3 separate regions of the Hordeum vulgare genome follow, and regions 1 and 3 are each linked to region 2. A link is a contact called in public Hi-C data. All regions are on one chromosome and are shown on one strand. The core of a region is the stretch at or near the end of the contact, and the rest is flanking DNA. Distances in the headings are between cores, read along the strand shown. Region 1 overlaps LOC123442897 (protein NDL1-like). Region 2 has its middle 64 kb from the start of LOC123442898. Region 3 has its middle 110 kb from the start of LOC123442899.

Evidence for each region. Hi-C and Micro-C count contacts between places; a contact is called where the count stands out from the background.
Region 1: a contact with region 2 is called in a Hi-C map of leaf, with 2.7 times the contacts expected there. The contact joins two enhancer-like sites. A contact is called at or near these places in 2 of 6 Hi-C or Micro-C datasets (leaf and seedling).
Region 3: a contact with region 2 is called in a Hi-C map of seedling, with 5 times the contacts expected there. The contact joins two enhancer-like sites. A contact is called at or near these places in 2 of 6 Hi-C or Micro-C datasets (leaf and seedling).

What each region holds. Positions count from the first base shown.
Region 1 is chr3H:44,830,232-44,834,454 of MorexV3_pseudomolecules_assembly, reverse strand. LOC123442897 (protein NDL1-like) reads right to left here. Exons shown (of 11, transcript XM_045119077.1): 4 at 4,121-4,209; 5 at 3,971-4,031; 6 at 3,807-3,893; 7 at 3,640-3,717; 8 at 3,500-3,556; 9 at 3,338-3,393; 10 at 3,107-3,242; 11 at 2,426-3,015. The coding sequence ends at 2,794. Among protein-coding and RNA genes, the nearest start is that of LOC123442897, 3.3 kb to the right of the region's middle. Within about 2 kb of position 2,329, at least 2 of the 3 cell types and tissues checked have open chromatin away from gene starts, as enhancers often do. A contact at or near this core is called in leaf, where this site is marked.
Region 2 is chr3H:45,122,006-45,126,480 of MorexV3_pseudomolecules_assembly, reverse strand. No RefSeq gene overlaps it. Among protein-coding and RNA genes, the nearest start is that of LOC123442898, 64 kb to the right of the region's middle. Within about 2 kb of position 2,405, at least 3 of the 3 cell types and tissues checked have open chromatin away from gene starts, as enhancers often do. A contact at or near this core is called in leaf and seedling, where this site is marked.
Region 3 is chr3H:45,454,321-45,458,805 of MorexV3_pseudomolecules_assembly, reverse strand. No RefSeq gene overlaps it. Among protein-coding and RNA genes, the nearest start is that of LOC123442899, 110 kb to the right of the region's middle. Within about 2 kb of position 1,590, at least 3 of the 3 cell types and tissues checked have open chromatin away from gene starts, as enhancers often do. A contact at or near this core is called in leaf and seedling, where this site is marked.

The DNA.
Region 1 (4,223 bases), core at 1,080-3,579, 290 kb after region 2:
GCCGATGGCTTAGGCGTCACACAGTGTAGTGTGGCGCCTACGCGTCGGACGCCACACAAAAGGGTCATCTCGATGAAATTTCTTTGAACTAGGTTCAGTATGTGAATTCATTCAGCAAAGAGGTCAAATTTGTCCATTTTGCCACAACACCACGCACGCAAGCGACGTTGCACGCCATCGGTCGGTCTGGAGCTCGGTAATTTGGCCACCTTTCTAGTCTTGAATCTTCGTTCCTGTATTGTTGTACGTTGTGTGTGCATCCCTGGATTACAAATAACAAATGGGTGTGGCATTTTCTTGGGTTGTAACTACTTACCGGGGTATATTTTATTTATCTATACAAGTCTGAATGTCTCAGGTGTGATCTATAATTTGTCAAATACAGATACTATGGACAAGTTTATACTCGAAAGAAAAGTCTCATCAGAGGATGTTCCGGAAGATATAAATAGGGAAGAGAAAAAAATCAGTAATGATCCGGGCAAGATAAAATTGATAGAAGGTTACCATCCTAATTTGGAAGAAAATGTTTTACTAGTAAGTTTAATTCTATTTGTACCTTGTAGGTTATTAAACCTTGTTGTCCGATAATTAGAATTTGGAAACACAACATGATCTTTTTCAAGTAATTTTGATCATTGTTTTATTATTATAGTAAGCATTTTGATGGCTACATTTTGTTTTTACAAACTGCTTTTTGTTATATCCAATCATGTGTGCTACAACTTATGAAACACACCTTTATTCAATACATTCGTCGCTTAACTTTTTAAGCCTTTTTAATGTGATGCATCGGGTAACATTTGCTCCAGCTCCGCCCCTGCTTATTATGACTTCAAATGTTGGGGCAGAGCACCTAAAAGTATGAGTGGTTGGAGAAAAGACAACGGCTGCTTCGCGGAACCTTCTCATTGAACAGGTTTGTGAATCACAAATAGTCCACATAGAATTTAATAACCAGCTGCTCATTGATTCATTATGATATATATTTATTGGTGTAGGTTCAAAAATACTTTAAGCCTGAATTTCTCAACAGATTAGGCGAGATTGTAGTATTTTTGAGCCGCTTTGACACCATCAACTGAAAGAGATCGTGAATATCCAAATGAAGAGTGCATTTGCTAGAGTAGCCGGCAAGGGCATATCTCTTGTTCGAAGTGATGCTATGTTGGATGTCATTTCGTCAGAGTCACACAATCCAGTAAGGGCTTGTTCAGTTAATCCTCATCACAAGGGGATTGGAGAGGATTGGAGGGGATTGAGATGGATTTTGACTTATAGGGGATTTAATCCTCCCCAATCCACTCCAATCCCCTCCAAATCCATTGCAACCGAACAAGGCCTAAGTGTTTTTCCTTTGCAACGTAGTCATACAGTCTAGCTTGTCTATTCAAATAACAAGCCATTTTCCTCATGTTATTGATAACCAATACTATTTGGCTTTCCACAGTTATACGGTGCAAGGCCCATAAAAAGGTGGATAGAAAAGAACAGAATGACAACTATCTCCAAGATGCTGATGAACGGAGAAGCCGTTCAAGGATCAACAATCTCCATTGACTCTGCCAATGACAAGAAAGGGTTGAAATACCAATTGGCAAAGAAGAAAACTGCCACGGATCCATGAAGCAAGAGATCTTCTCATCAACATACGACGAGGATGGCTTGATCTTGGTGGCGGTTTACATACAAAAAGAAAGCTGTCATACATGTATATGCCTAGTACCATTAGATTATGCTTCCAAATCTAATTCAATTGTTGCATAATTGTCGATTTGACAGTGTTTTGTTGGTCTTCTCTGTTTCACCAAGTTGCCTGGTACTCCCTCCGGTCCTTTTTAGCCTGCATATAAGTTTTGTCCGAAGTCAAAGTATCTCTACTTTGACTAAACTTATAGAAAAGATTATGAACATTCACCATGCCAAATCAATATTGTTAGATTCTTTACGAAATGTAGTTTCATAATGTATATATTTGGTATTATAGATACTGATATTTTTTAATATAAAGTTGGTCAAACTTTGTAAAGTTTGACTTGACCGAAATCTAATACGCGAAGTAAAAAGAGTACACACAACCCTTTGCACGTGTCCAACTAGGACGTTGGTGCTGCGGCTGAGCTCCATTTACGTTAGCTTTGAGCTTGGCATACAATGGCGTGCACACACAATGCTTTGCATGTGTCCAATGCTGGTACAGCGGAAAGCTACAAGGAACCAAGACATAGCAGGGAGAGAGGGCCTGAGCCATCGATGGTAGAACCACCACTCACCCACACACAACGAACCAACCACCAATGGATCACCCAATCCATGACGCATACAGCAATAGCTCGCCACCAGCAGGGCACATCACAGCCAGTCAGGCTAAACTTTCAGCAAAGGCAAAAGCCTGTGCCAAGAGACTCGACAACAGACAGGATTCTGCTTTACCATATATATATTATATATTGCTTTCCTGTGTGAAATGACCTGATGACATATACACATGTGATGTGGGATACTACAAAGCATATCAACAAAGAAACAAACAGCCGTATTCCTCCACTACAACCTCAACCCTATTCCCCTTGCCTATCCCAGACGACGTAGATTACAGGCTTACAGCAATCTACAGCAAATGCTGCCATTAACGTATCAATCTATGCATGCGTGCGTGCGTGCCAAGGTACCGGAAGGTATCAAAACTTGTCTCGCGATGGTGACCGTGCTCCGATCAGCTCGACCAAAGCAATCTTTGCTCCTTTGCGAGCTGCATCGTCAGGCCATCCAACATCTCCCACCACATGTTGTTTAAACATTGAGGGAGGTCCGAGTCTTGATGGGCTTCAGCTTCACCCCCATGCTCTCGGGCGACAGCAGCTCCGGCGATATGCAGAACGGGTTCAGGGTGCTGCGGGGGCTGCTCTCGAGCTGGGACGGTCTGTAGAGCCCGTATCCCATCAAGAAGTACTCCATCGGGATCAGCATTGCGTGTGGCTGCTCCTCGGTGACCAGCGACCCGCATGCCTGAACCTGCGATTTGCCCACAAAAACACTACTCAGAACCTGCCTTGCTCTGGGTATAGGTCCAAGTGATCATATGGATTGTTGAAATGTGTGGTACCTCGACTAGGGCGCAGTATCTCCGATCTAGTTTCGTGGTCATGTGGACAGCGTCGGCATGAAACTGTGAGTTCTCTCCCACGAAAATCAGCGTCCGGCACCGGAGCTTCTTCAGTGCTTCAGTTATGTCATGCCTCCTGATAGATGGAGGAGGTTGATGAACTGGGTGAGCTGAGCTCCAAATTTGTTTGGTATTTACAGGTAATGCCTAGCAAAGTTATTGTTTACTCACTCGTTTATTGCTTTAAGGAATCGACATACATTAACACCCTGCCTCTGATCAAGTAACTGCATAAAAAGGTAATCATGACCTCAGTCAGATATTGAAACTGTAGAGATAATTGACATTCTAGAAAAAACACTAGAAAGCTGCAAAGGGGAGAAAAATACTTACACTTCTACAGGCCTGGACAATTTCCGATTCAGGTTCTTGTCCACTACCACGAACTTCCTGTACGTAGCAGAAAAAAGATGTTCAGTGGAACTTCCTGTACAAGGTGTAAACAGAACAAGCTAATGGAGGACGAAATATACCGTGCTAAAATACCGCTGAAGGAGGCATTCGTTCACTAGTCCACTAGTACCACAATAATAAAGTAAGTTTAGCAATACCTGAAAGACCAGAATATGAGGTTAGTATACACCAATAAGTACTAAGGCACTGATAAATTCATGGCTGAAACTGAAGTGTCAATTGTTACCTTGTTATACAACCACTCACTCCAAGATGGGGCTTTGCATAGAGGTGAAACCAACATCAGGCCAAGAACCCTTTCCCTGTACTTTGCCTGGGATAACATATAAAACAAATCGTTAGCCAAAATCAGATAGCAAGCTTTAAAGGACTAATCGTGCAACCACTTACTGCAAAGAGGGTAAGCACGTAGGCACCGGCGGTGACACCCATGCACATCACAGACCCTAAACTGCAAGAACAATGCCACAATAACATCAGAGGACTCCTTTAGGCACCGACAGGATAACAAGAAAGTAAGCCAATTATCAGATATTTTACCCGAAGAAATCAAGAACATCCGCGACCTGATCCGCGAGATTATCAACAGATAGCTCAGGTACATCCGATGGAATCGGAGCTGCTCCCAACTGTAAGACAGCAG
Region 2 (4,475 bases), core at 1,156-3,655:
GCATGTGTTTTGGCTTTCATCCCAGTGGCAAGTCCACCCTCGGTTCGCAATTGCGCCCATAGTTTGTTGTTGTCCCAATTGCAAGCCCACCCTCGACTTGCAATTGGGATGTGTTTGATTGTCATCTCAGTTGCAAGTCCTTGACTCGTAAGTGGACCTAGAATTTGTCTTTCATCCGAGTTGCAAGTCCACCATCGACTTGTAACTAGCTCGTAGTTTCATAGTGTCCCAGTTGCAATTCCACCTTCGAGTCGCAACTGGGCATGTGTTTTGTTTTTTAGCCCAGTTCAAGTTCACCCTCGACTCGAAATTGGGCCCATTGTTTTGTTGTTGCCCCAGTTGCAAGTCGACCTTGACTCGTAATTGGGCTTGTAATTTCTTAGTTGTCCTAGTTGCAAGTCTACCTTCGAATCACATCTTGGCTCATAGTTCTCATAGTTGCAAGCCAACCCTCAACTCGCAACTAGAAGGTATTTTGTTTTTCATCCCAGTTGTAAGTTCACCCTTGACTCACAACTAAGACCATGGTTTCTTTCATCCTAGTTGCAAAACGATCCTTGACTCACAACTGTGCTAATTTGTTTCATAGTTTTCTTTTTTTTAATTGCAAGTTCATGCTCGAATAACAACTGGGCCCATAGTTTGTTGTTGTTCCACTTGCAAGTCCACACCTCGACTCGCAACTAGGGTCATAGTTTTTTCTTGTCCCCGTCGCAAGTCCATCCTCGACTCGCAACTTGGCTCATTTGTTTCGTAGTTGTCTTAATTGCAAGTCCATGCTTGACTCGCAACTCAGATCATATGTTGTTGTTGTCCCGGTCGTAAGTCCAGTATTCGACTCGTAACTCGGCTCGTCTTTGTTATCACAGTTCCAAGCCAATTATGGGCTCACAACCCGCACCCCATATTTTTAGAAACACCATGTTTTAAATTTTGCATAACATATTTTAGAAAATCTAGTTGCATTTTAAAAGTTGTCTCCATTTGTTTTTGGGAATTTTAAATTCATGAACTTTTTAAAAAGAAAAATGAAGTCCATGAACATTTTTAATGCCCGTGAACAGTGTCAAATTTGAAGTTTTTTTTCAAATTTGTGAACATTTTAAAATAAATTGTTCACCGTATATTAGAATGTGTTCATTAACGTTTTTCGAATTTGAAAATACTTATTTAAATTCGTGTACATGTTTTGATCAAACTTTATCTTTATTGAAAATTAATGTACAAAATGTAAGGATGAAAAAGGGCAAAAACCAAAAGGCAGAAGAAAAGATATCGTTTGTAACCTACTGAAAGCTAGCGATCAGAGACGTACTGGTAAGAAGATAGTGACCAATGCAAGAATGAACAAATCCATGGCTGCACTGTTCAATGCTAGGGATCAGATGTGCCATACGAGTAAATCATAGTAGTGGCTTGACGTATAGGCCAGCCCACCCAACGGACGTGCGGGAAAGTTTATTTGTTCTGTTTTTTTTCTTTGACAAATATAATCAAACAAACAATAAGTTAAAAAAGAAGAATAATGATAAGGTGACGTGGCGAATACTTGTATGTGACATTGTTAGATGTGAGATCTAGATGTGAGATCTAGATGTGATAAAATAGGACCCAATATTGAAAGGAAACGTTTCCTTACGGCGCGTCGGTCGCTCCCTCGCGCGCGTGGGCCATGCAACATTTTTCGCACGCGCGCTTCGTTGCTCAGTGGATGCAACACTTTTCGTCTAAATTTGTTGCAACCAGCATCATATTTGCTGTAAGGTTTTTCTTTGCTATATTTTTCCAGTAAAAAGCTGCATATACGTTTGGTTGCAACTTCAGTTCGTCGAATTTTTCGTTACAATCGATGTTTTTTACTTTTGCTACAACCGTGTTAATTTTTACTACAACCGGCATCATTTTTTGCTGCAACCGTTCACTAAAAAAGTTGCATACACGTTCACGTAGATATTTGTTACAACCGGCGTTTTGACTTTTGCTACCACGCACCATCAGCTTCGTTTTTTGCTACGATCACGTAGATATTTTTTTGCTACAAAATTTATTTTTTGTTGCAACCGTTGAAAAAATTGCTGCATCGCGATGAATTTTGCTGTATCAGAAAAAAAAATGTTACATGAAGATCCAACGATGCGGACGCGTGGGGGTTGGTGGATCGTGCGGCCCGCGCTCGGCCGTCCAAAAGTTTCGACCGGCGCGCCGGTGCAGCATATTGAAAGACCGCGGTTTAGCTGGGTCTATAAAAAAATGAAAACAGACGGAAAATCAATCTGTTTTTCATTTCAAAACGTGGAAAAAGGAAACAATTCCGGAAGAGAAAACAAGCAGCTCGAGACTAGAGTGGGCAGGCCCAATGCTGGCCCAAGCTTGCTTAATTTGATCTTTCTTTCTAGGGCCTTAAATATAAAGGGCTGGGCCATGTTTGTCCCGAGCAATCGCTCATGTACCAGCATCGGGTGGGCCAGCTCATTACGTTGGATCGCTAGTTACTATAGCGTAGCGTAGGTACTCCCTCCGTAAATAAGAGCGTTTAGATCACTATTTTAGTTATCTAAACACTTTTATATTAATTTATAAAGGAAGTATCATTTATGAGTTTCTTTTTTTCTTACAAAACAATTATCGGTTTCCTTTTTTAGACTCAATTTTTTATGGGCTTCGTTTTGTTTCAAAAACATTTCATGATTTTTTCCATCTGTTTTTACTGTATGAAATGGGTAAAAAAATGTTCACCACAATGAAAAATGTTACTATGAATTTGAAAAAAATGATGATTCATTTCGACATATCCAAACAAGTTCATGCATTCCAAAAATAGTTCAAGAATTCAAAAAATATTTAGAATTTTTATATGAATTCTCGAAATTGTTGATGAATTAAAAAATATCCCTGAATTTGGAAAACTATTCGTGAATTGGAAATATTGTTTGTTGATTCCAAAAATATTCATTTATTTGAAAACATTCAGGAATTCAAAACATGTTCAAGAATTTTAACACTGTTTGTGGATTTTTAAATTGTTTATGAACTTTAAATTTTTTGGTAGTTTCGAAACATATTCATGAGTTCAGAAAATTCAAACAAGTTTTAGTTGTGTTCAAGAATTCAGAAAATTTTATAGAATAAGAAAGATATTCATGAATTTGAAGCAATTTAACATATATGAAAATTGTTCACGGATCTAAAAAATAGAAAATGTTGGTTTAAAAAATGGTAAAGTACAAAAAATGAAAAGAAAAAAAGAAAAAAGGAAGAAAAATTGAAGGAAAGATAAAAGATAAGAAAAACCAAGAATATCTTGGAAGAAAAAGCCTTCTAAGACCTTCCCAACACTAGGCGAAAGGGTCAAGAAGTTTTACAAAACTAACTCATATACTCGTGCAAGCTCCCGCTTAAACGGATCGGGCCGCTAACACAACTTTAGGACGATTGTGAAGATAATGCTCACAATGAGTGATATACATCATTTGTGAGATATTTCCTAACCAACATAGCAAGTCAACTTTTTTGTTTTGTAATGTTGCATCCTAATCTTCTCTTCAAAGGGGCTCCCTTATAGTCTTTCTTGTTGGGGAACATCGCATGGGAAAGAAAATTTTTCCTACGCGCACGAAGACTTATCATGGTGATGTCCATCTACGAGAGGAGATTTGGATCTACGTACCCTTGTAGATCGCACAGCAGGAAGCGTTAAGAAACACGTTGATGTAGTGGAATGTCCTCATGTCGCTCGATCCGCCCCGCGAACTGTCCCACGAACCGTCTCACGATCCGTCCCACGATCCGCTTCGATCTAGTGCCGAACGGACGACACCTCCGCGTTCAGCACACGTACAGCTCGACGATGATCTCGGTCTTCTTGATCCAGCAAGCAAGACGGAGAAGTAGATGAGTTCTCCGGCAGCGTGACGGCGCTCCGGTGGTGGTGAAGGATCTACTCCTGCACGGCTCCGCCCGAGCTCCGCAGAAATACGATCTAGAGGAAAAACGGTGATGTTTTGTGGTCGGGCTGCCGTGGCAAAGTTGTCTCAAATCAGCCCTAGACCTTCACTATATATAGGAGGAGGAGTGGGGAGGCTTGCCTTGGGGTCCAAGACCCCAAGGGTCCGCCGACCAAGGAGGTGGAGGATTCCACCTCCAATCCTAGTCCAACTAGGATTGGAAGGTGGAGTCCTTCCCTTCCTTCCCACATCTTTTTTTCTTCTTTTCTCTTTGATTTTTTATCTCCTGCGCATAGGGCCCTTTTGGGCTGTCCAACCAGCCCACTAAGGGCTGGTGCGGCACCCCTAAGGCCTATGGGCTTCCCTGGGTGGGCTGGCTCCCCCCGGTGAACATCCGGAACCTATTCGTCACTCCCGGTACATTCCCGGTACTGCCCGAAAACTTTCTGGTAACCAAATGAGGCCATCCTATATATCAATATTCGTCTCCGGACCATTCCGGAAACCCTCGTGACGTCCGTGATCTCATCT
Region 3 (4,485 bases), core at 341-2,840, 330 kb before region 2:
TTTTTCTCTGTTTTGTTCAGTTTCCTTTTCTGGTTGTTTTTCTTATTTTCTTTATTTTTTCTCAATTTTTATCCGTTAGTTCTTTGTTCAACACATGTCTACTTCTCTTAGTATAGAATGTACGTTTTTAACATACACGTGAAACATTTTTGTTGACACATGTTAAACATTTTTCAAATATATGATATAAATTATCTTTTTTAAATATTGGTTTTGAATTTTTTTAAAATATTTAACAATTATTTTTTCACACACAATGATCAAATTTCATTTACACTAGGAACATTTTTATTACTTGTTTGTCATTTCTAAATTACAAATTAACTGTTTATAAATATATATATTTTGAAGACCTTTTAATTCAATATAAATTGTACATTTTAATTATGCTTCCATTTTTCCTAGACATTTAACATTTTATTAATCATTTAACATTTCTTCATACACATGCACATTTTTTGTATATTGTTTTCGTAGATATGAGAAATATTTTTCCTATAACATTTTTAGAAAGAACTAATTCTTGATTATTTTTTTGAAAATATTTGGTAAAAAAAATTTAAATTATTTATTCACGTTTTTAATACGTTATCAACTTTTTTATACCCACTCTATAATCTTGTATACGTTTTCCTATGCATGGGAAATAGTTTTCTACGCACATTTGACATTATTAACATTTTTATATTCTTTGATGTGAAGTGTCTTGTATAATATATATTTAAAATGTGTGGAAGTACAAAACAATTGAAAAAACTAAAGAAAAAAAAACCGAAAAACGATTTACAAAAAATACATTTGGAAAGAAAACCAAAAATCGATATGTGCTGGGCTGGCCCATTATTATGTTCACCTAGGCGAGGCTGCCCTATGTGAGTAAAGCAAGCACTAGGCTTTGTTCCTTTGTTTTTCTAGAAACTGATATTTCAATTTTTTTGTTTCAGTATTACGGTTTTTCCACTAGATACATGTGATTTTAGCATTTTTTTTCCACGTTTTGTCTAGTTTTACCGTATCTAGTTCGGTTTTCGTTCAGTTTTACAAAAAAAAAATCTAAGTTTATCAATTTTTTATTTTTTTATTTAATTATAATTTCTTTTTTTCTTTTCCTCCTCTCTTCTTTTCTGTATTCATTATTTTTTATACTCTCCCGTTTTCTCTTCCTTTCCCCAATCCTTTGCAAATTTTATTTTTCTGGGTCCTGTAAATCTTGGACGCGCTGGTTTCCGGACTATAAATTTAGGGCGTCGGATTATGCACCCTACATACGACCCTAGGCCTCGCCGGTAAACAATGGAGGCCAGATGCCGACGGAAAACGACGGTGGCCAGGGCCGCTGACCACAGTGGGCAGAGCAGTGCCAGCGCAGGGGCGGTCGAAACCAACGATGCAAGCCGCGCCAAATAAGAGTACGGAATGGATGGGATTGGGAATGGCTCCTCACCGCGATGCAATTTGCTCACGAAGTCACGAGCTGTGGTCAGGGAAATGGTACGAATTATTGGGAGCAGCCCACGTCCTCGGCTCCTCGCTGTTGGGCCACCTGGGCGCATCAGTGCATGCATGTCGGCGTCGTCAAGCCCGCCCTAGCCACAGCCACAACCACAAACCGCCGGACGGCGCCACGACGCCATGGCACCGGGCAGCTGGGAGCACAGGGGCACTAGTCTTCGCATGATTGGGCGCTTTTGACGCGCTCACCGTGCACCCCACGTACCTCGTCGGAAAACGACGGTGGCCACGCCCCAACGGCTGTGCCGACCACAGCGGCACCGGCCGAACCAAACGAACGACGCAACGCCTGCGCCAAACAAAAGTACGGCGCGGATGACAACCGCTACTTACCCATACATGTCGCTAATCCATCCGTTTGGCCGGTTCCAGTGTCCATCCACAACCCGTACCAGGAATCATGAGTTTGCAGTGGCTCCCTGACGCTGGAATTCAGCGGGTAACGCCAAATGTGCGACTAGTACAAACGTAACGCCGCTCCACCTCGATCGATCATGTATTCATGTGTGCCGCGCCCAATGTATCCCGGGGGAGACATCATCACACCGCGATAGCGGCTGGCCACCAACCAGTATTCGCTTTTCCTCCCTCCCGTGGTGGAGTCGACTGATTAGTGATGGGGTTTTGTCTCTAACAACGATGCTTCGGGCTCTTGACCAGACTACTAAGCAGGCCAGTTTTATGCATCAGTGATTAATATAGGTATTAGCATTCACAAGGTTACGTGAGTCCACCGACGCGCTTTCCTTGCTCGTTGTTGCATTTCTGCTCGCTACGCAGTCACACATATTTACTACTGATAATTAAAGAGTAAAACATCATCGTTCAATACATTGCAAACACACATCGGAATGGTAAAAGTCGCCATCAGGGATAAAAGAGAACTTTCGCCATCGGACAAGGAGTATTTGATCGCAAGCTCACGTGCTTCCTGATGAACAGTAAAGTCTAAAAATTGGTAAAAAAATAAAAAAAAGTCTGATTTTGTTTTGTGATAAACATTGATGAAACTTCTAACTACCTGAAATTTTTTTTGATGAAATGACATTCATATAGGACCGGGCAAAAAAACAAAATCGATGTTTCAAAAACACTATTGTTGGAAGCATTTTGAAGCATCGATTTTGTTTTTTTATTGGCCAGACCACCACGAATGTTATTTCATCACGAAAATTTGCAGAATACTGAAACATTAATCAATGTTTATCACTAAAAAAAGTCAAAAAAATGTGATCTCTTTTACTATTTTTAAAATTTTACTGTTTATTATGGAGCATATGAGCTTGGGATAAAAAAACTTCGCCATCTACGTGTAACATGGAATTATGCCTATACATAAAACATGCAGACCGGTTTGAATGTACCTTGTGCTACCATCTTTTATTTGTTGCATCTAAACGCCATATACGCCCGTACAACCGCACGTTAAGTAAGGAGCATGTGGGGACCCTGACTCATAACTTGAAGTTACCGAATGCATGTGTAAAGTGATCTCGGTATCAATGCTCGTATAAACTGAATAACAAGAGACTTATATCCATTACATATCCTCTTACACAAATTATGACCATTATGGTCTCTTACATAGGTAGGGCCATGAAGGCCAAACATCAAACATAAACTGGCAATGGTAATCTCCAATGATAGCGTGAACCCATGATATCTGCCTTAATCCTACACACATCTCACTAGAAAGCGTCCTAATTCGCATGATCGTCACGGAGGTGTTCTTGATCATAGACCTGCTCTTCCATGCCTCGTCAATAAAATAGCTAGGGACAAGCTAGTGAGTACTTTGAAATGTACTCGCAAGCAACCCATGTTTCTAATAGAGTAAACATTGCATGGTATAACACTAAGTATGTACTTTTGCGAAAGCTAGTTTTGAATGCAATGTCATGACCTATCAAGAGTAAACACGCATCTTGACGTTACAAATATCAATATGAACAGAGTTGGAGCAACTCAAGTTTAGTCATCTTCTCAAGTCACCCGACTTAGCTCAAGTATCTCTTTTGTCACACACACACCAAGTTTGTAAAACTTTGGACATAGTTTAAGAAGCACCATCCAACTATTCTTGATCGTGGACACAACTATTCAAATAGTTTGACACTCTGCACAGGTTGCACACTTTACCTATAAAACTCAGGGAACTTTCGTATCAAGCCACGACTCGCGGTATGTTACATACCCGAGGTAGGCACCTGGACAATACATTTCCCGTGACGATACTAAACAAATAGTCCCCTTATTCGTACACAACCCTCATGATGTACATAACAAATATCATCCATGAGAGGACACAACGGTGTGCCTGGTGTTTGTGAAAACAGCAATAGTCGTCCATCCAGGCACGACCCCGTATCGAGAGAATGACTCGGCTCTCTCGCCACTAGTAATGCAGGCTCTGTGCTAGCATCTACCAAAATAACCGATAAAGCATCGTCCCATAAGGGCTATCGTGGTCGGACATGTAAGTTTGGGAACAGTCAAAAAATCTTATATCTAATTCATTTTTGAAAACACACACAATTTGCTGAGGTACATCACTTTTTTCTCAAGCGTTTACCTATCTTATCTTCTCCCTCGGGCATTAGTGGAAACTGATGGATTTTTTGAAAAGTTCTTGACAATACTTTCATTTCCATCATCATGCATATTCCTGTTCCACTTGCGTAGCAACTACTTGCACCTATCTACTTCCCACGCGCACGAGTCTCAACGGCACATGGAGCCATGCACAATGCAAGTAACAAAAAGAAGTGCATCGGATACCAACCTAGCAAGGTTGTCACCACATCATCATAATGCTTTCAATGCAACTAAGTAAAGTGCTATATGACATGGATAAAAGTGGTTTCGTCAACATGGTCAAGGGATGCTTGCGTCACTCAACAAAGTCTTCGGAGTCTTCAAATACTTCTAGTCCAACTTCCTCGTTAACCACGTAATCTATGTGGCAAAATAACG